Linked DNA regions of Mus musculus: regions 1, 2, 3, 4, 5 and 6 are each linked to region 7. Evidence: chromatin contacts called from public Hi-C, HiChIP or PLAC-seq and promoter capture Hi-C data. All regions are on one chromosome and are shown on one strand. The core of a region is the stretch at or near the end of the contact, and the rest is flanking DNA. Distances in the headings are between cores, read along the strand shown.

Region 1 (2,886 bases), core at 141-2,640, 1.7 Mb before region 7:
TTATATATTTATTTAAACACACAATGATAATAAATAGCAAAAGAGGATATGTATCTGAGAGGGTTGGAAGGGGGATAAATGATGTAATTATATTTTAATTAAATAAAAAATTTAAGATGATGAGTGGATATGGAATGGGGGTGTGAATTTTAGAAGAGATGAAGGGGGATATATTTATAACCTGTCAGTATGTTTTATGAACAAAAATAAAACTTAAAAAATCTGTTGAAACAAGAGAGACAAATCACGTAAATAATTTAGTTGAAAAACTTCCACAGTATATAGCCAGGCCATTTACATTTTATATTCATAACTAAACACTACACTGCAATAGTAAATGGGGATTGTCTTCACGCATTAAAAAGTACACAAGAAAAGTTATAATTATTCAGACAATAAAATGTAGCAATAGTGTAAAAACTTTCCCCTTTCTCTTGAACTTTCAGTTGACCCGAGCTTCAGTGTGTATAACTTAAGTTTCTCTTTAACCGTGATCATTACTGTATATTTAACTTTTAAAGCCAATGACACCATTTGTATTGGAATAGCTACCAGAAGGTCCGGCTGGAGATGACCACTGTTGCTTCTAGGCAAGCCTGAAATTGGCATTTTACTAAAATGACATTTTCCTCCTGCTACACATGCCAGTGATTGTGCCTTTGGGGATAATACAGTTTTAGGTATACGTTTCCTCTTTTCTTATTTGCAATGAAATCATCCTTGCCAAGCTTTTACACTTTGGAGGACACCAAAAGAATTTACCAATTTCACAACTACTGGTGTTTGGTTCTCTCTAAAAGCGAGCCTTTTGACCACCGCCGACAAACACCTTCTCAGCCCCCGGTTGACGTCTACAGACGAGCGCGTTCGGGGGCGCGGACGGCGCGGAAGGCCTCGCGAAGCTTCATCATAAACGCCAACTGCAGTCGAGAGAGCGGTTTCTAGGTGACATCTCGGGGCGGAGACCGAAGCTTCAGCCCCGGATGACGGCTCGAAATTACGACAACCCGCCGGGACGCCCGGCGGCAGCTCCTTACGTGCGCGGACGAGGCGTGCAGGCGCTAGGCGCCGGAAGCCCGCGGACGCCGGTCCGCGCCCGAAGCGGCGAGCGGGGGGCGTGCGGCCGCGCCAGGCCTTCTCTCGGGGCGGGACCCGCGCGGAGCCTCCTCACTCACGCGGGCCCCGCGCCGTCCCGCGCCGAGGGCCGCATTTCCCCCGCTCCCCGCTGCCTAAGCGGCGCGTCCGCCGCCCGCCTCGTTCCCTGGGCCTCTTCAAGTCCGCCGGTCGTCCCACCCCTGCCGGGAGAATACTTTAGGATGTCCCCCAGGCACCGGGCGACGACAGGGTCAGAGCAAATGCCATCGAAATTCAGCGGTCGCTGAGAGAGCAGGCCGCTTGTTGCCAGGGCAACGGCTGTACTCTCGCGAGACTTTGGGGAGCTTTAGTGATTTCTTCCTAGGGACAGCTGTGAAGGTGGTGAGGTTTTTGGCGGGAGACATTGATGCTAGGGGATGATGGGAACTCCTGGCTTGGCTTATGGTATGGACCGGTTTGAGCATTGCAGGAGGGAGAGTTTAGCACTGGGGAAGATGCGACTGCAGTTTGTTCTGAGTGACTATAACTTGTTTGCTAGGTGCCTGCGCTGAGAAGGCAGTAGAACATACAGTTTAAGGCTTGTGTCTAGAGCCCCCCTTGACTTTTAACAACCTGATGACCACGGGCAAGTTAATTTTCTGAACTGAACCTTATTAATAAAAATGAACTAATTTATTTGAAGTTAAAAGGTTGAGTTCTATTTTGCACAATTATAATTCATTCTTATTCTGGAAGTGAGACTTAAAATACTTGATTTGGAGGAGTCATGGTTATATGTATAAGGGTAAATTCTCAAAAATTTCATCAGCTTAGAAATTCTTTGTTAGCCAACACTTTCACAAAGCAAATCTCCCACCTTGCCTTATTTAAGTCAATAAGACCCCCACAGCAGTCTTAGGATCTGTGTTTGTGTGTGTATATTTAACCCTGATTTGTTGGTCACTTTTCACTTTGGTGGATAATACAGTTGGAACAGTTTTCCAAGTAAAGTTAATAAAAGAAAAACCCATATAGACAAAAAGAATGAGGAGGTGTTCAGTGCCCTCATGGTTCGCATTAAGCGCTTCAGTTTCAGCATGGAAATGGGTTAGCATCTCTAGATTTGTTAACTTTCTGGGAATGTGTTTGTGTCAGACCTTGAGACTTTCTGTTTCTTTGGGCATTGGCCTGAGGAAATGAAGTGTGCCATTGATCACACTTGTTTGAAAACTAGTCTTCATAGTTAGTTGTGCTTGGTTTTATGCCATGTGTATATCACTAACGGAGACAATGCTCAGAGACTCTCTGGTTTGAGGGTATCCTCAAAGCTCCAGTACCGAAATTTACTTGCTCCTGTGGATATGTAAGAACAGAAACATAACCCTACTTCTGTTTATATGTGGGGCCGTTCAGGGGTAAGTAAGATGAATGAGACCATCGGCGTGGAGTTCTCATAATTAAAACTTAGTGGCTCTATAGGACAACAGAGGGCACCCACTCCCAGTTTCTGCTAAGGGGTACCATTTGGTCACTTGGGACTCTCTGCCTGCAAGTCCGTCACCAAATGTGTTCCCTTGGCTTGTACCACTAGAATCACAGTCAAGCTAGACTTTTCTTAAAACATCCCCCGCTGGTGGTATTGTGCTGTTGGACAGTAAATAGGGTAAGCCAGTTTGTTTTATATGGAATCTATTGTTTTTTGTTGTTGTTGTTGTTGTTGTTGTTTTGTTTCTCTTTACTCATGGATAAAGGCTATAGGCTGTCAGGTTCACAAGATGGAGCTCCAAGAAACATCCCAGCCAGATAGGGAAG
Region 2 (2,753 bases), core at 233-2,732, 1.5 Mb after region 7:
CTCTTCCTAAGCGGTTTCACGATGAGCCTGCGCATAGCCCACTTGAGAGATTCATAAGGTCCACGGTCCTTGGGATCCGGGAACAATCTCTCCACTTAGGCTCATCTGACAGAAAGACTCCGGATTAGCAACCCAGGAGTCATGTGTGACAAATTTTCACCATATCCTTTCCGTGTCAGCCTCCCCTCCCCCTTCAGCTTTGTATCCCGAGATGAGAGTGCCACCTCTGCAGGGGACTCCACTGAGTCTGCAGCCCGCAAAGCCTCCCCGCCTCCCCAAACGAATAGGATGCGAGCTTCTTTGTCCTTTCACAGAGTAAACTCGGGTTTATGAGATTCTCCATTTATGAGATTCTCCAATTCCGATCTCCCACCTCAGGTCTATGGGTTTCTCACGAGCGAAAGCTGCTTCTTTCATTAAGGCTGTTCAAGGTTCTGGCCCTACGCTAAGTGCGTCTCCCAAGCAAGTGTCTCAGCAGCTGTTGGAAGTGTTGTTAGCCTTGTTCTTCGTATGTAAAGAATCAAAGCACTCAGAGTGAGTTAGCCCAACTAGGTTTTGAGCCCAGGTTGGATTTGACGCCGAGGCCCTTAAATCTCCATTGCTGCTTTTTATTCAGCAATATTATTTCTTATGGCTCAATTACAGTATTACGGGCTCTGTGCAAAGTATTTTTCCAGATTAATCTCAGAAGTAAGGCTGCTATTTACCACCTAAGGGATCTTAAACAACTTTTTAAACTATTTTTTTAACTCTATTTTTCTGTCTGCAAAACGAGGCTTAAAAATGTGACTGCCGTGAAGAGCAAGCGAATTAATACGTGCAAAGCACTTAGAACACAGACGCGCACGAATTAAGCGCTGAAATTTTTGCCTTAAAAGAGTCGCATCCATTTGTACATCGGTGGGAGAGGTTAAAAACAAAAACAAAAACAAAAACAAAAACAAAAACCCGTCCAGATGGTACGGGGCTCATCCCGGAGGACAGACTTGGGGACTGCACGAGATCCAGGCACCTGCTGGGCAGGGGACCTGCTTCCCTTGTTCTGCCGCAGGAAGGCGCTGAGGTCTGGGGGCCTGGAAGGGTCGGTTCTTATCGGAACTTCCAGACTGGGGGGGCCTGTGCCTGCGTTGTAAGGGCGGTAGCATTATGGAGGATCCGGGCTGATCCCCTGCAAAAGCAATGTGTAGGACATCCGCGGCATGGATTGATTGTCTGACAGGGTCCCTGGCGCGCGCGCAGGCAAGTATACACAGCGTGAGCACAGATTCACAGGCACACACACACACACACACACACACACACACACACACACACACACACACTCACTCACACACGCACTGCCCGGGACCGCCAGCCCCTGCTCCCCCGCCCGCCGCGCTCCAGGGCGGAGTTTCCTCCTCTGCTTATTGTTCGCAGCCCAGCGCCCGCCCAGCCGCCGCCCCGCCCGACCCCGCCGCCGCTGTGGGCGAGCTCCTGGGGGAGGGGGCGGAGGCCAGCGCGGACGGGACGGGGCGGGAGTCTTCGCAGCAACGTGCGCGGGGCCGCAGCGGCGCAGACACCGCCCGGGCCGCAGACACCTTCGCTCGTCGCTGCTGGCTCCGTGTCCCAGCCCAGCTCTGCGGTAGGCAGGAGGAGCGGCCGGATCGCGACTCCGGAGTTCGCGGCCGTCGCCAGGCCTCCCGGAGCGGCGCCGACGCTCCCGCTGTCCGGACGCGCGACCCTGCGCCAGCGCCGCAGCCACCTGCTCGGAGTCCCCGGGCGAGCACAACCATGCCTCCCACTACGGCGCTCTCCGCGCTGCTGCTGCTGCTACTGTCGCCTGCATCTCACTCCCATAATGGTGAGTGGACAGCCGCGGCTCTGCCGGGACCCCTGGTCATTCCCCTCCGCCCCAAGCCTGGTGGGGCTCCTGGGAAGCCGGCTGCACCGCGTGGTCGGACCGCTTGCAGCCTCTCCCGCGTGGCCGCACGCAGAGTCCTGACCTTGGCACCATCCACGCCCCCTCCAAATTGGAGAACCCCGCAGGTGCGGGGCCAGATCGTGGATTTATTCCTAGTCTTCACTGGTGTAGAGTGAGCCGGAGGTTGTGAGATTGTAAAGGGGGCACTTGGTGGGTTCGCTGGAGATGGGGGGGAAACTTTGGGTTGTGGGGAGGTCCCAGATTCCCGCATGACCACCAGAATGCGATTTCTCTTTCTCGTGTTTGGGGCTACTAGGGGACCGTATTGGGAGGTCGTTGAAACTAAGCAAAGCCGCGGGCAGGGACCACAAGAAGGAGCCCCTGAAACTGACCTCAAATCCCTAAATGCCCACGCGTGTAGCGTACTTCTTGTGCAAGCGCTTTTTCTTAAGCTTGTCCCGGGACGGGTGGAATAAGCGCTCCTTCCAGGGTCCCAGAGCCTGGTTCAGTGGGGTCCTTGCCTTCATGTTGCCAAAGGACCGGATTCTTTCTCAGAGCATGGCCAGGATGGTGGGCCCCTCCCACCCCTTTGTGTAAACAAGAAATTTCTTTCACAAATGAGGTTTGAGTTGTGTCTTAGTAATACCTCGGGCACCCATCTCCCATCAGACCCAGCTTGGAGACGATCCCACTACCTTCTTTCTGAAGGTGGAATGTTACTTTCTGTTTGAGAGGTCAGGCAGTGTCTGCAAACATAACCAGAGCAGGTGTCCCAAAGTCCCTGCCAAACAGCTGAGAGACTCAGCCCAGGAGAGAGAGGCAGGTTTCATAAACGGAGTAGCCTATCTTGAGC
Region 3 (2,932 bases), core at 394-2,893, 1.4 Mb before region 7:
AGAGGAAGAGAAACTTAACACAAAATAGCCAAACACTTAACAGTTGCCTCTGAGTAATGAGATTAAAGATGACAATTTTGGGGGGCTATACTAGATTTCTATACTCTCCTTTAAAAAAATATTTTTTTTACAATGATCTGGTTAGTTTGGTTCAGTTTAAATATGGGCACAAAAGAATATGTCCTTGAAGCCGGACACTTTTATTTGCTATAGACTTCATACAGAGGTCAATACAGTGAGAGTTTCCTTGTAGACATGATAGTGAAAAATTGTCTAATTATCTTTAATTTTACATAGCCTTTAATAAAGGCATGGGCCTTAGAAATGTAACTTCTGCCTTTTTAAACGATGTGGAAACTGGGCTGGAGAGATGGCTCAGTGGTCAGGAGCACTGGCTGCTCTTCCAGAGGAACTGGGTTCCCTTCCTAGCACCTGCAGGGGGGCTCATAGACATTTGCTCCAGTTCCGGGGGGGGGGGGGTGGTCCATGGACACTAGGCGTACACAGAGTACACATACATACATTCAGGCAAAAAAATCATACACATAAAACAGTCTTGAAAAAAATGTGAAAATTGGGCTGGAGAGATGGCTCAGAGGTTAGGAACACTGCCGGTTCTTCCAGAGGTCCTGAGTTAAATTCCCAGCAACCACATGGTGGCTCACAACCATCTGTAAAGTGATCAGATGTCCTCTTCTGGTGTGTCTGAATACAGCTACAATGTACTTATATACATAAAATAAACAATTCTTTTAAAAAAATGTGAAAATTCAGTTTTACAGACAAACTAACACGACTTTTATTATAGAAACGTTTGTACCTGCTGCTGAAATGTAACCATTTACTTTTTATTTCCTCCCGAAGGCGTCGGAATTCTGTTAGTTAATATTCTAGAACCATTTCCCCCATTCACGGGCTATAAACCCTTCCTAATTTGGGGGGGGGGGCTCCATCCTGCAAAGTCTAATAATAAACTTCATTACAATTTTGCATTTCTTTTGACTTACTGTAGTGAAATACTTGCTCCTACCCCTTAGCACAAAAAGAAATGACACTTTTTGGCCATGATAGTGGTGGTCGGGCGTGCACGCGTGTGTGCTGGGGAGGGGGTAGTGTTCCCCTGAACCCGGAATATGGTTCCTGAGACTCCTGAATATGCAACAACCTCTTTGCCTTCCATGATATTTCCCCCCTTAACTTACACTTTTAGGATCAAGGTCTGCCTTCGCCCTACACCTGCTTCCTTCCAGTGAATCCACTGGCTAAGACAAGTAGCCACACCTGAGCTATCCAGGAGGTAGAGTTTAACTTTGCTAAGCCACCATCACTACAGCTCTGGGTTCACACACCATCACTCCAGCCGACAGAACTCACTGTTCCTGAGAGATGCTCGCTGAGAAAGGGCCAGCTGAGAGCTGGGGTACTCGGGAGGGTCTCGCTTGAAGCGGGCATCAGGTTCCCACCAGATACTAAAGCCGGGCAAGGTAGCAACCGGCCTTCTCACGATAGAACAGCAAGCCACTCATGAAAGAAAAGAAATCCTCACAACTGTAACAATTACAACGAAGCCACTCACCTGCAAGGAAACTACCAGTAGCAGCCGGTCCTCGGTAACGCCGTGCTGCAGACGCCAGTGAGGATTCATCGCTACAGCCGGCATCAACGCTCTTTTGTAGCCTAGAAGCCAAAATGGTCAGAACCGATAGCGCTGGGTATTGGAAGACAGAGTTGTCACTCATTCACGGCCCCGCCCTCTGGCCAGCGACCAGCCGGAGGTTCTTTCCGGTTTCTCAAGTCCCTGGGGTAAGAAGGGAAGCTATGATTGGTTTAATGAGGAAACAGACGCACGGATAGACCAATAAGATGGTAGTTTCGGACATAGGCAGGCGGGCTTTAGTCGTAGAGACCCAAACCCCTGAGCATCGCCGGGGCAATGTTTGTGGGCTGCTAGCTTTGCCGTCCAGAGACCTGTTTGAAGTTCTCGAAATTGAAACACACCTGCTGTGAAAAGCGGGTCAGCAGATGAAGGGATACTTCTTCTAGTTAACGGAAAATTTCAGGTCCTACCTAGGCTGAACCCGGTAGATCCTCACGAAAGCTTGTTTGGCACGCCTGTGCGTCGAAAACAGAGATTAAAATGAAAACCTTTAAAGTGTCCTATTTACAGATAGTCGCTCATTCTTACTTTCTCCTAACATTATGAAGAGAAGAGAAGCGAATAATAGGATATCCTAAAAGTACAAGAAGGGCGAAGAGGTTAGAAAAGTAGAAAATGGTACACTACAGTTTCTGAAATTAAACCTATGAAAATGCCAGCTTGTCACTCGGGTCTGGTACCAGAGCTGGAAGCTACTAAGCAGGCTTGAACTACCACACAAGGTCTGAAACGTGTGTCAAAACGTGAATGAGAAAGATAAGAAATGTTATGTGTGCCTGAGCAGACGGGAAAATTCCCCTTCTTGGTTTCTGAAAGCTGTTCCACTTAGTGTCTTCTGAACTCACCTAGTTAATTCTATAAACAAGTCCAATAAGTTTGTGACCAGCTAATGGGTGCTCAGATCAGTTATTTAGGATGAAAATCTTGACACACCATGAACTGGTGTCATGATGGCCTGCTTGTAGCAAGCTGTATGTCCCATTTATGCATTTTAGCTCATGATAGTTGCAGCTACCCCTTTCTGAGAGAGCGTCTCTCAAGGACAGTGAGTTCTGTCGGCTGGAGTGATGGTGTGTGAACCCAGTGCTGTAGTGATGGTGGCTTAGCAAAGTTAAACTCTACCTCCTGGATGGCTCAGGTGTGGCTACTTGTCTTAGCCAGTGGATTCTCAGGTCAGAACAGCTGGAGAAGGAATCTGCCCAATCGTACACACCTGCCAACCTGTTCTTCCTCTTCTTCATGAGGGCAGATGGACCAGAAAACATTTCCGCTGCC
Region 4 (2,700 bases), core at 42-2,541, 1.7 Mb after region 7:
ACACAAAAAAAAATGTTATCTTCAGATTCAAAGGAGTCAGTCAAAACAAACAACCTTAAAAAGGCCTCCAAAACAAACAACCACACACACACCTCCAAAAGAAAAAACTACCAAAAAAAAACAAAAACAAAAAACAAAAAAACAGAGGTTTACAGAATGAACAGCCACAAGTCCACTTCAAATGAAGGTCGGTGCTTATCCAGCTCACCCTCAAATTAAAAGCTGGGTTCCAATATCAATCAGAGATGTGGCCATGTACCAGCTATCAACAGGCCACAACCGGCCAGATCAGACCACAGGTCAGCCTTCATTGGGCGGGAGCTACAAGGCTTCAGTGCCAACCCTTGACCTGGTGACTAGGAGGAGGGCAGGTGGGCAGTCCGCGGAGGCTGACTCTTCACCCGCAGCTTCAACTTCCAGAGTCCTGACCGACTGGACTCGAGAAATCCAATCTGAACAAACGGGAGGAATTTTAAAAATACGAATGGAACACACTCCCTGTTCAGGACACTCCGGAGATGTAGCAATTTTATTCGAATAGCAACGGAAAACTGCACCCGTTCCTCGTTGTGTTCCTAAGGCCATTTCTGCTGACTTGGTGGTGCCCTCGGGCAAGCCGCACGCCCCCAGACCTGCCCTCCTTCCCTATCTTTTTCAGAACTTCCAGCCCCCCCCCCCGTCCAAAAAAAGCCAAGACACCCCTCTGCCAGTCCTCCAAGTTCTCGCCAGGGTGCGGATGGACTCCCCAACTTCTCTCGCCACTCGTGCAGAGCTAAGCACTTTTACTGCGGGCTCAGGAACTCCGGCGCTGTCCGAGCCGTCCGGGAAGGACCGGGCCCCCGTCGTCGCCCTGACCACCTCCGACGGCGGGGGAGGCTCGCCCGCGGCCCGGGCCCGGAGCCCCGCTCCGCTCCGCCTCACCTCCCGCTGCGCAAGCCCGCCTCGCCGCCGCCACCCGGAGCTCGCTCCCGGGCCCTCAGCCCGGCCTCGGCCCGCCAGGCCGGAGCACTCGGCCGCCGCACTGAGAAGCTCCGGAGGCCGCGCGTTCCCCGTCACAGGCCCCGCCTGGGCCTCTCTCGGCTCCGCTCCCCACACCGCACGCTCTGGCGGGCCGCGCTCTCACCGAGCGGCTCCGACAGCTCGAGCGCGGGGCCCCGCACTTACTCGGGAAGGTAGGTGGAGGAGAAGGAGCTCCACTTATGCAGCGCGTAGGGCAGAAGCCGGCACTCCGGCGCCACAGCAACAGCCCCGCCAGCCGCCATCTTGTCAGCACCGTAGCGGCCACCACCGAGCGCCAGCCCCGCCAGGAGGAGGGCGGGGACGGGGCCTGCTCTTAAAGGGGCCGCGCCGGGAACCCGACCGCGCAGGGCCGGCACTGGCTGCTTGGAGGCCGCTTCCTCGGGTTTCCCACGCTGTCCTTTCCTAGCTGACCCTCCCAGGGAGGCTTTCCTTTCCTGTGAGGCTGGCAGAGGAGTGGCACAGAGGACTTTTCATACAAGCTCAGGTAAAGACAAAGCCAAGGACATTTTGAAAAAAAAAAAAAAAAGAAAGAAACGTCTCCTAGAATAGGAAGGGAAAATTCGATGAGCTTGGGAAGGGAATATCTTTCCATCTTTCCTACTTTGGAAACCACTGCTCTAGCCTGTTTATAAATCCTCTCCGGAAACAGAGGTGAGGAGAATTGAAGTGCAATAATAACGTATGGCCTTTGTCTCTGCAGTTGACCTGGGGTAAAAATGTCCTTGTCACCGTGTTCAAGGGTCAGGTGGAGGCAAGATAAAGGAACAGCTAGTGTGTTCTGCTATCAGTCTGTAAACATTTCTTGTCGGCCTCTCTTACTAATATTCTGATGGCATCGTTGTACCCAGAAATGACATTCGCCCACATACCAGGAAGATGCTCAGAGTTGGAAAGTTGTGTGCCATCATTTGTCTCCGGCATTAAATCTGCTTGCTTTGAATTTTAACATAAATTTAGCCCAAATGTTTGGAAAGAGAGAGATGTTTGAGAAAAGATCGCGTCTTCTTCAGAAGGAATAATGAGTACACCCCACCCACCTCCAACATACATACTGTTCATGAAGCCTGACAGCAGGCATCATTCCAGCTTTTTATCACAAAAGGAACATCTGGCCTAAATAGGTGGCAAAGTTAGATAATGCTCCTGTCTAGTACCTGTTTGTCAGGGTTATAAATATGCCCTTGCTTACCTAGCGGCATCACCCAAAATCGTGTCACTCCCTGCCTAAGAGGTTGGACTCCTGGAAGTTTGGATTGCATCATTGTGTCAACCAGAGGATATTAAAAACTCAAGCAAAGAGTATCTCAATAAATGATCCAATAGTTTTACTCTTTTTGATTATGATCGTTAACCGGCCCATCAAATCTCTCCAATTCTTTATTGGCTTCGTTTCCATTGGTGAAATTTTAGCAGTAGCCTCTACTATGATACCACTAGCAATGTCAGCTAGACCACAAGTATACTCAGTGTTTAAGACTTTGTTGGGAATGAGTATGAGCCCTGAGGTAATGACCCCTGAGGTATTGACCCCTGAGGTAATGACCCCTGAGGTAATGACCCCTGAGGTAATGCTCTAACCCCACTGACTTCAGTTAGATAACTGCCTACCATGGAGGAAGTTAGTTACAGAGAAATTATCTTGGAGGGAAAGATTGTCTTCTAAAAGGGAGAAGATAAGAT
Region 5 (2,717 bases), core at 174-2,673, 1.9 Mb before region 7:
CCTCTAGGTGTCGCAAGTGACCCCCCCCCATTCTCTAGGAGTCTCAAGTGACCCGAAGGAGTCGCAAGTGACCCCCCCCCCACACACACACATCCTCTAGGAGTCGCGGGTGATGCACAGATCCTCTAGGAGTCGCTGGTGACCCCCGCCCCATCCTCTAGGAGCTGCAAGTGACCCACACATCCTCTAGGAGTCGCAAGTGAACCACACATCCTCTAGGAGTCGCAAGTGACCCACACATCCTCTAGGAGTCGCAAGTGACCCACACATGCATGCTCTAGGAGTCGAGGAGGACACACAGCACAGATCCTCTAGGAGTCGCAGGTGACTTCCCCCCTGACTCCGCTCTCCACTCCCTTCCCCCCCCCCCCGTTCTCTAGGAGTCTCAAGTGACCCACAAATGCTGTAGGGGTCGCAGCTGACCACCACACGTTTTCTAGGAGTCGCGGGTGATGCACGGATCCTCTAGGAGTCGCAGGTGACCCACACACATCCTCTAGGAGTAGCGGGTAACACCCCCTTCTCTAGGAGTCGTGGTTGATCCACAAGCACAATCTAGCAGTCACTGGTGACTTACACACTCTCTAGGAGTCCCGGGTAACCCCTACACACACGCTCTAGGAGTCCCGGGTGATCCCCACGCACGCTCTAGGAGTCCCGGGTGATCCCCACGCACGCTCTAGGAGTCCCGGGTGATCCCCACGCACGCTCTAGGAGTCCCGGGTGATCCCCACGCAAGCTCTAGGAGTCCCGGGTGATCCCCACGCACGCTCTAGGAGTCCCGGGTGATCCCCACGCACGCTCTAGGAGTCCCGGGTGATCCCCACGCAAGCTCTAGGAGTCCCGGGTGATCCCCACGCACGCTCTAGGAGTCCCGGGTGATCCCCACGCACGCTCTAGGAGTCCCGGGTGATCTCCACGCATGCTCTAGGAGTCCCGGGTGATCCCCACGCAAGCTCTAGGAGTCCCGGGTGATCCCCACGCACGCTCTAGGAGTCGCAGATGACCCTCACACAAGTTCAAGGAGTCACAGGTGATCCACACAGAAGCTCTAGGAGTCGCGGCTGACCCACACACTCTCTGGGAGTTACGGCGATACACATACACACTCTAGGAGTCGCGGCTGACCCTCCCCATACACTCTAGGAGTCACGGGTGACCCACACGCACTTAAGTCGCCGGTGACACACACACACACACACACACACACACATACACACAAACTTGTGCAAACAGATTAAATATCCACTGACAGGGCATGCATTCACAAGCACCCACTTTTACTCTCAGAACACAAACGGTAGGAGAGTACTTACCTTTAAGGCCACCACGGTGAACCATGCACCTTCGACACTTGTGGAACACGCAGGAAACTGCACGAAGCCCTGACGAGTCAGTCACTCACGACTGCCCGTCGCAGAATAAGAAGAGAGGCTCTTGCCTCAGGTAAAAAACTGACCTGGTACCCCAGGCTGCGAACCAATCACAGCCCTGTCACTGCCACCATGACCAATGGGGATGCATGGTGGGGCGCCAATGGGGAGCGTGGACATTGGTGAAAACATTGTAACAACTTGCCACAGGTTGCAAGAGGGTGTGGAAGGAGCAAGATGACCTTTTCACCCCATCCAGGCGGCTAGCGCCAGTTCTTACACCCCTCAACCAGGGCAATGCCACCTATAACTTTCTCTTGAGATATAGAGGAGCCATCTTCAAGGTCCCAGTAGCAGTCCCCTGTTTCAAGGAAAAGAAAGAGAAAAATGAAGATGTGAGAGGGAATAGGTACAAAATAGGAGAGGGGAATAGGGGATTCCCAACTAAAAAAGCAGAGAAGAGAACCTTAAAGGTGGACTTAAAATGCAGAGAAGAAAAGAGAGAGAGAGAGAGGATGTGTTGAGTTGTTTGTAGTAAGCAACAAGTTTTCTCCAGGTTGAGGGACTACAACTCATTTTCCGCCTCAAATCAGATGTGCTATTATCTTTAAACCACTTTTTTCCCTCGCATCTTGAGATATCTGCAATGGTCCTGACACCACCACATCAGTTTGGCACACTACGAGCGCCACCATATCAAACTGGCACACTAGGAGCGCACTCTTGTAGAGAAAGGAAAGCAAGCAAAAGCCCCTTGGAAGGGGAGAGGCTCAGCCTGTGAATAGGAGGGAGGGTGCCTCCTGCAGTCTGACCTGAGGTGAGCTGCTTCACCATCCTCGCCCCCGCCCCTCCACAGAGGTTAAACGGAGGTCACTTGAGGTAGCAGCTGCAGCCACGACTTTGGTAGCACCAGAAGTTGGATTCCAATCCGGGATCTACCTCACGGTGACTGTGACTGGCTAGAAAGGAGCCCCTTTCTAAAGTATGCAACAGGGTACCTTAAATTTGACTCTAGCGAGTCCTGGTGTCATCTTTCAAATGGTTTTGGTAGATTGTGGATTTTAAACAAAATGAAAACTGTTCAGTGGGAATGGTGGATCATAGCTGTAGTCGCAGCAATCAGGTAGCCCAGAAAGAAAAAAAAAATGAAGTTGGTGGCTAACCTGAGCTTAGAAATGAGGCTCTTGCTCCTGACAGAAAACAGATCTGATGCTTAAGGTACAGGAGTGGGGACCAGTGGGGACCCAGTTACCAGCTCCCCTCTAAACTATCAGGGATATGGCTGGCTAAAGGAGCTGGAGCTTTGTAAGACACTGTAGTGAATTGCCAGACCGATACAGAAAA
Region 6 (2,894 bases), core at 17-2,516, 1.8 Mb before region 7:
CAATTCAAAAGCACAGGGGTGGTCAAGGCATCCCTAGACAGGTGCACAGGAGAGAGAGGAGGCCATGGGTGGTCAAGGCATCCCTAGACAGATGCACAGGAGAGGAGAGGCCACGGGTGGTCAAGGCATCCCCAGACAGGTGCACAGGAGAGAGGAGAGGTGGAGAAAATCAGTCCTGTGGTGTTTCCCAGTGAAGGCCACATTAAAATGTTCCCAGAATTACGTGCTGTTGGTGAAAAGTGAGATTATAGAGCAAGCCACCATAGCCTTAGTAATTCGATAATGTGGGGACTAAAATAGCAGCTTAGAAAACGGGATGTGTGAGGCCTTGCTCCAGGCGCTGACTCTCAGACCTGCGATTAGGAAGACCCAGAGAGGAGGAAATACTGAAAACACACTTCAGCTGTCTCTGAAAGATTTCCCCCCACCCCCCCGTTTTTTTTTTTTTTTCTTTTCTCTCCTATCCAACAACTTGATTTTACAGATTAAAGAAGTGTAATGGGAGTTATTAATCAGCCAGAAAAGATAAGAAAGGAAAGAAAAGAAAAGAAAAGAAAAGAAAAGGAAAGAAAATAAAAGAAAAAGAAAAAGAAAGACCTGTTTCAAGGGACAATCCCCCCTCCATGAGTTTCCTTTGGGGGCTGATATCAGGTCTTAAAATCTTTTATGTCCTATAATTCTCTTTTGGACAAGAACACAGATCTTTTCTTTGTGTTTTTCAAATCTTGGTATCAGTTTGGCTGTAGTGACATGTTTTTGTCTGCCTGCCTACTTCTGGAGAACAATGTGTCCCAAAGCCACAGGTATTAATGGTACAAGCTTCCTGAACACCAGGCTGCATGCAGCTACCTGTGTGTTTCTAACCATTTACAGAGTTTTTGAGGCAGAGATGCACACAGTGATGCTTACGAGCATGGGGGCAGGACAGAGGTGAAAGGTTATATCACTCTCTGGGGAGAGAGGAGGCCACCGACACCAAGCAAAGCGTCCCCCCTTGGTTTGTTGCTAGAATGTGGAGTCTGGGAACTTAAACACCTCTTATCCCTTGTGGAGTTGTGGGGGTGTACTTACAAAAACCAACGCTGGAGCCCAGGAACACTCATCAAAAGGTGACACAGGAAATCAGCGTCTGTCTGGGGAGTCGATCTTCTCCTGGGCTGCTTTCTAAAGTCAGGCTCCAGAAACCAGGGCAGAGGAGAGAAGCTGCAAGCAGACAGCTCAGAGCTCCTGGGCTCTGCCTGCACTCGCAGGCAGTCGCGTTCAAGTAAACAGCTCTGAACTTTGGTACATTTGTGCTGACTGATGTCACTCTCAGCTGATTTCACTTTCGTTTTTTAACTTGCCTGTGTCTTATGACTTTTCAGAAATGAAGAGTGTAAACAACTTGTTGCTCATGGGAGCACATGACCCACAACTGGCGCACCCTGCCTGAGCCAGGTGAGGGTCCCGATTTTACTGTGCGAAAGTTGATACCAGCTTCCAGACCTCCAGGGCATTGCAACTCTTAGAGAAACACGACCCAGAATCTTTCTAGGGAGGGACCTTAGTTCACATGGCCAAGCTTCCAGCCAGTGTAGCTCCTGGAACCTGGGTCCCCTCTTCTCATTCCTTTGGAAGGCACCTATGCCTTGGACTCTCCTTTCAAAACTCAACCGATGATCTTGACTGTGTCTCTAGATTGGAAACTTTGCCGTTAGCAAAGTTATATCTAACAGTTATAGAGCAACAGAAACACTGTGTTCCCATTTCAAAGTAAAAGAGAAAGAAAGCTTTTAGTCTTGAGATCGCAGGGAGGGGACTCTTGCCTCCCAGGCTCACATGATCTCTGCAGCTTCAGAACTGGGTGAGCTTGGCAAAGACAGTAGACAGCTCCCAATAGCGCTAAACCCTTGGCGGCTTTCTCTACTTTCTACATGACACCCTGTACCTAACTGGGTCTTGGTTCATCCCAGGGGTTCCCTTTGCCGCCATGCTAGGTTAGATTTCTTGTTTCTGGGTCCCAGGCTTTTCTCTTTTCTGCTGTATTCACTTTTGGTAGAATAAATTCCAGGTGATTTACTGAGAAATGAGGGACACCAAAGGTTTTTTGTTTTTGTTTTTGTTTTTTTTTTTAATTTGTCAAACTGATATCTTTATTCTATTCTTAAACTTGTTCAAAGTTGGATAGAGTATAGTGTTTTTCTTTAAACTTAATTTTCCCATGCAACCTGGAGGCCGAGTTCCATGTTGTCTGCCTTTCCCGTTGCTAGGAAGTTCAGAGCTGGTCTCCTTCCCACTGTTGTCCTTTCAGCCTTTTGCCTTTAAAAGAAAGTGCCATTTTAATGAGGTCTTGCAAAGAAAAAAAAAATGAAATATCAACCATTTTGCCATTTTCAACTGGAAGCCTAAGTCCTCCACTCCCACCCCACCCCCTCACCCCCTTTGAGACACCACTTTTGCCCCTGAACTTCCTCACACCCTACCAGACAAATTTACTCGGGGAGAGTCTCCGAGCCCTTTGCTCTGATGTCTGACTTCCTGAGACCCACTATCTGTGCTGTTCCTGTGGAGCTGCACTTAGGGACGCTGTTGCCTCTTTTGAATGACGTGGCTCTTCTTAGAGTACTGCTGGTACTCTAGACAGTAGTCTGATCTCTCAGCTTGATGATTCGCTCCCACGCGCATCTTCTACCTTATGAAGAAGCTGGGCAAAGGTGACTGGTTCCAGTATGTCCAGCCTGTAAGGTTGGGAAGAGTCTTTGTACTGTGGTTGGGCGGAGGAGCCAGCCGGTGACTCTAACCTCCTAGTTGTACGTGATTGGAGCACCTTGCCTCTGCAGCTTGGAGGGGGAGTGAAGGGAGAGAGGGAGTCACGGTGGCATGCCTCCTTGCCATTATTATGAGGACTTAGTACC
Region 7 (2,700 bases), core at 71-2,570:
ACAATGAGATGAAGGGCACTGCTGCTATATGCTGGGATATAGCAGCGGGAGGGACATAGTGTCTTGCGCTACAGATTCTGACATGCTGACAAATAACTGAAGCTCAAAAATATTTCTTCAACATTGTGGATCCCTTTGGCCTAGGAGGATGCCATGGTATGCTGTATTCTCTGTCTTTTAATGTTGAGAAGGGCAAATTGAAAAAGGTATTTTTGTTCAGCTAGTTCTGTCCCCTCCCCTCCCATCCCCCTTCTGCCCCACTCTTCTTCTTCCCTCTTGTTTTTTCTCCTCCTTCACATAGCTCAGGCCTGGGGCATTGCATAGACAACTGAGCTACATCAGTAGTCCCATCCATCTAATTTCTAAATGAAAGGGTATTTCTCTGGCTCCATAAATCTAAGATCATACTGTACTTTTAGCAACAGTGTTTGACAGCAAACAAACAAACAAACAAACAAAAAAGCAAAACAAAAAAACCCTAAAATCAACCAAATAACCAAATAACAACAAAACTGAAACTGTGTGTGTGGTTATCCTAACATTTTTAGACTTCTTGGAGGTAAAGTACCAAGCTAGAAACTTTCCAAAACAGATCATCTCTACTTTGTCTAACGCTGCTATAACTCCTCCATGAACGGACCATTTTCCTCTGTCTAATCATCCTGTGATCTAACTTATGTAAGTGAATAAGAGACACAAACACGAGAAGCAGTGTTCTGTCTGTATCTTTGTGTAAATAATTTTTCCTGTGCATTTTTGCATGTAGATTTGAAAGCCCTACATTAAAAGTTGCATTTCATACAGACTGACAAATACCAAAGTCATAAGATAGGAACATAGGCATATGTAGTCTCGGCCCCTTTAAAAGACTAAGTGGCAAAATGCTAAGTTTAGTTGTTACAGGTTTGTGAATTGGAATATACAAGTTGTTTGTTTAGGGGAGTGCATCTTCCATATCTAGCTTTGAGAGCCTGTATTTACCTAACTTACCTAAGGTTCTAGAGTCAACTGCAAAACAAGCTGGTTGGGTGAACCAACTTTTTTGAAAGTAGACCAGAAGGAGGCCTTCAGGGCTGTCAAGACTACAACTCCCAGAATGCTCGGTTCACTTTACAGTTTAGGGAGTGAGACCTGTCACAGCACCTATCGCTCCGGATCGAGACTACAATTCCCATTATTCTCAGAGGCTCCGGAAGCCCTATTAAGCACCACCTGTTGCCATAGCATCCGGGTCCAATCCAGCCAATCCTAGTGCACCTTCTGATAAGAGGCGGGCAGTTTGCTTCTCGGGCTAACCCGAAGCGGCCTACTTCTGGCACGTGACCGGAGGAGGCGGGCTTTTGGGACCGGCGCCTTCTCCTTGCTTCTTTTTTGGGGTCGTGGCCTTGCTCCTGCCCTGCAAGAGAAGCGTCCAGGGCTTTCACGCGCAAGTGTGCGCGTGGGTCCTGACGTGCTCGTAGGTCCACGCTCCAGACTCTGCGGGGACAGAAGCAGGAGCCATGGGCGGGACCGCTAGCACCCGCCGGGTCACCTTCGAGGCGGACGAGAACGAGAACATCACCGTGGTGAAGGGCATCCGGGTGAGTGCCGTGGGCGGGCGGAGGGCAGCCTTTGACCTCGGATCCCAACGCTGAAATGTGCCTGGGACAGCTGCACCTGCTTTCTCCGCTCTCGGCCCGCCCTGCTGTCCCGCTAGAAGTCTGGGTCTCTGGGAAGAAGCTCGTAGTTTCAAGACTCCGAACCTCCATTCAGAGAAAGTTCTTGGTTGTGTGCCAGGAGCCATGCACTGTGCCGGGGTGGTGGTGCCGGGTCACCACGGTCGTCCTTGCTCACTAGTTGCAGGACTTTATTAAAACTCTTGCTTCACTGTGCTGGTCCGTGTGCCTCCTGTACAGGACCCAAGCCCTTCTTTTCCACGCACAGTTCTTTCTCAGAGTGAATTGGTGTTTTAAGGATTACTCTTCTTTGCCTCTGTTATTCCCTGCCCCTCTTCTGGTATTACCATTCAAGTCATTCCTGACCCTGCTGCTAATTTCTGGCTTCTGGCTCTTTCCCTTCCACCTGATAATTTCGTTTTCCCAGGCGCCTCCCCTGTGGTTTGTTGGCCCAAGTTATGAACCTGACCCAGTTGGACTATACAGGCCTATAACTGCCAGCCTGCTAGGGGCGGAGGTCGGTTTGCAGGCCTTCAAGGTTGTAGAACTGAGACAACTTCTAAGGGATCGTTATAGAGACTTATTAAATGCCCTCTGCATGTACTTGATACATGAACTGAAAACTTGAATTTCCTCTAGGGCGTTAGTATACACACTAACAACTTTAATATTCTCCTTTGCCTCGACTTTGGAGCTTCATGCTTTGGGAAGTACACTTACTTGTATCTAGTAAATAGAGCACTATGACTTCAGAAGGTTTTAGAGTACTTTATATTTTCTGTCTACTGCTTTTACACAACTACTCTTAATTAACTATGTAAGAGTTACAAGGAAATAAAAACTTAAAAACATTTCAACTGCTTGAAAACTTTTTCCTTTGAAATTTGTTACTTTGAAAAGAACTTATTAAAGTTTTATTGATTAGAAACCCCAGACTGTTGAACTGAGTTTTTGAGTCTGTGACCAGCAATTCTCACTCTACTAGTGATAGAGCCCTTTGCCTGCTGTGGTTTAGTTGGTAGTTTTTGTAGTAAGATAAGAATTA

Evidence for each region. Promoter capture Hi-C pulls out the DNA fragments that hold promoters and counts their contacts. Hi-C and Micro-C count contacts between places; a contact is called where the count stands out from the background. HiChIP or PLAC-seq counts read pairs in DNA pulled down with a chosen protein or histone mark. Capture Hi-C pulls out chosen DNA fragments and counts their contacts.
Region 1: a contact with region 7 is called in a promoter capture Hi-C map of liver, with 3 times the contacts expected there. The contact joins the promoter of Agbl3 here to the promoter of Chchd3 in region 7. A contact is called at or near these places in 2 of 39 promoter capture datasets (embryonic stem cells and pre-B cells), 1 of 484 Hi-C or Micro-C datasets (CD8 T cells) and 2 of 9 other capture datasets (adipose tissue and liver).
Region 2: a contact with region 7 is called in a promoter capture Hi-C map of embryonic stem cells, with 3 times the contacts expected there. The contact joins the promoter of Podxl here to the promoter of Chchd3 in region 7. A contact is called at or near these places in 2 of 39 promoter capture datasets (embryonic stem cells and neural stem cells) and 1 of 484 Hi-C or Micro-C datasets (embryonic stem cells).
Region 3: a contact with region 7 is called in a Hi-C map of regulatory T cells, with 6 times the contacts expected there. The contact joins the promoter of Bpgm here to the promoter of Chchd3 in region 7. A contact is called at or near these places in 2 of 39 promoter capture datasets (liver and pre-B cells), 5 of 484 Hi-C or Micro-C datasets (CD4 T cells, CD8 T cells, natural killer cells and 1 more), 2 of 115 datasets of contacts at active chromatin or transcription factors (astrocytes and pancreatic cancer cells) and 2 of 9 other capture datasets (adipose tissue and liver).
Region 4: a promoter capture Hi-C map of pre-B cells shows a contact between it and region 7, with 2.7 times the contacts expected there. The contact joins the promoter of Mkln1 here to the promoter of Chchd3 in region 7. A contact is called at or near these places in 2 of 39 promoter capture datasets (embryonic stem cells and pre-B cells).
Region 5: a contact with region 7 is called in a promoter capture Hi-C map of pre-B cells, with 4 times the contacts expected there. The contact joins the promoter of Stra8 here to the promoter of Chchd3 in region 7. A contact is called at or near these places in 2 of 39 promoter capture datasets (liver and pre-B cells).
Region 6: a contact with region 7 is called in an H3K27ac HiChIP or PLAC-seq map of double positive thymocytes, with 6 times the contacts expected there. The contact joins the promoter of Tmem140 here to the promoter of Chchd3 in region 7. A contact is called at or near these places in 1 of 39 promoter capture datasets (pre-B cells) and 1 of 115 datasets of contacts at active chromatin or transcription factors (double positive thymocytes).

What each region holds. Positions count from the first base shown.
Region 1 is chr6:34,778,936-34,781,821 of GRCm38.p6, reverse strand. It overlaps Agbl3 (ATP/GTP binding protein-like 3), which reads right to left and starts at 1,390. Exons shown (of 20, transcript NM_001289656.1): 1 at 763-1,390.
Region 2 is chr6:31,562,666-31,565,418 of GRCm38.p6, reverse strand. It overlaps Podxl (podocalyxin-like), which reads left to right and starts at 1,482. Exons shown (of 8, transcript NM_013723.3): 1 at 1,482-1,840. The coding sequence starts at 1,771.
Region 3 is chr6:34,475,067-34,477,998 of GRCm38.p6, reverse strand. Bpgm (2,3-bisphosphoglycerate mutase) reads right to left here and starts at 1,643. Exons shown (of 3, transcript NM_007563.5): 1 at 1,577-1,643.
Region 4 is chr6:31,397,419-31,400,118 of GRCm38.p6, reverse strand. It overlaps Mkln1 (muskelin 1, intracellular mediator containing kelch motifs), which reads right to left and starts at 1,291. Exons shown (of 18, transcript NM_013791.2): 1 at 1,165-1,291. The coding sequence starts at 1,262. Mkln1os (muskelin 1, intracellular mediator containing kelch motifs, opposite strand) reads left to right here and starts at 1,346. Exons shown (of 3, transcript NR_040300.1): 1 at 1,346-1,504.
Region 5 is chr6:34,919,654-34,922,370 of GRCm38.p6, reverse strand. It overlaps Stra8 (stimulated by retinoic acid gene 8), which reads right to left and starts at 1,423. Exons shown (of 9, transcript NM_009292.2): 1 at 1,317-1,423.
Region 6 is chr6:34,861,518-34,864,411 of GRCm38.p6, reverse strand. Tmem140 (transmembrane protein 140) reads right to left here and starts at 1,266. Exons shown (of 2, transcript NM_197986.3): 1 at 1,072-1,266.
Region 7 is chr6:33,058,880-33,061,579 of GRCm38.p6, reverse strand. Chchd3 (coiled-coil-helix-coiled-coil-helix domain containing 3) reads left to right here and starts at 1,320. Exons shown (of 8, transcript NM_025336.2): 1 at 1,320-1,580. The coding sequence starts at 1,500.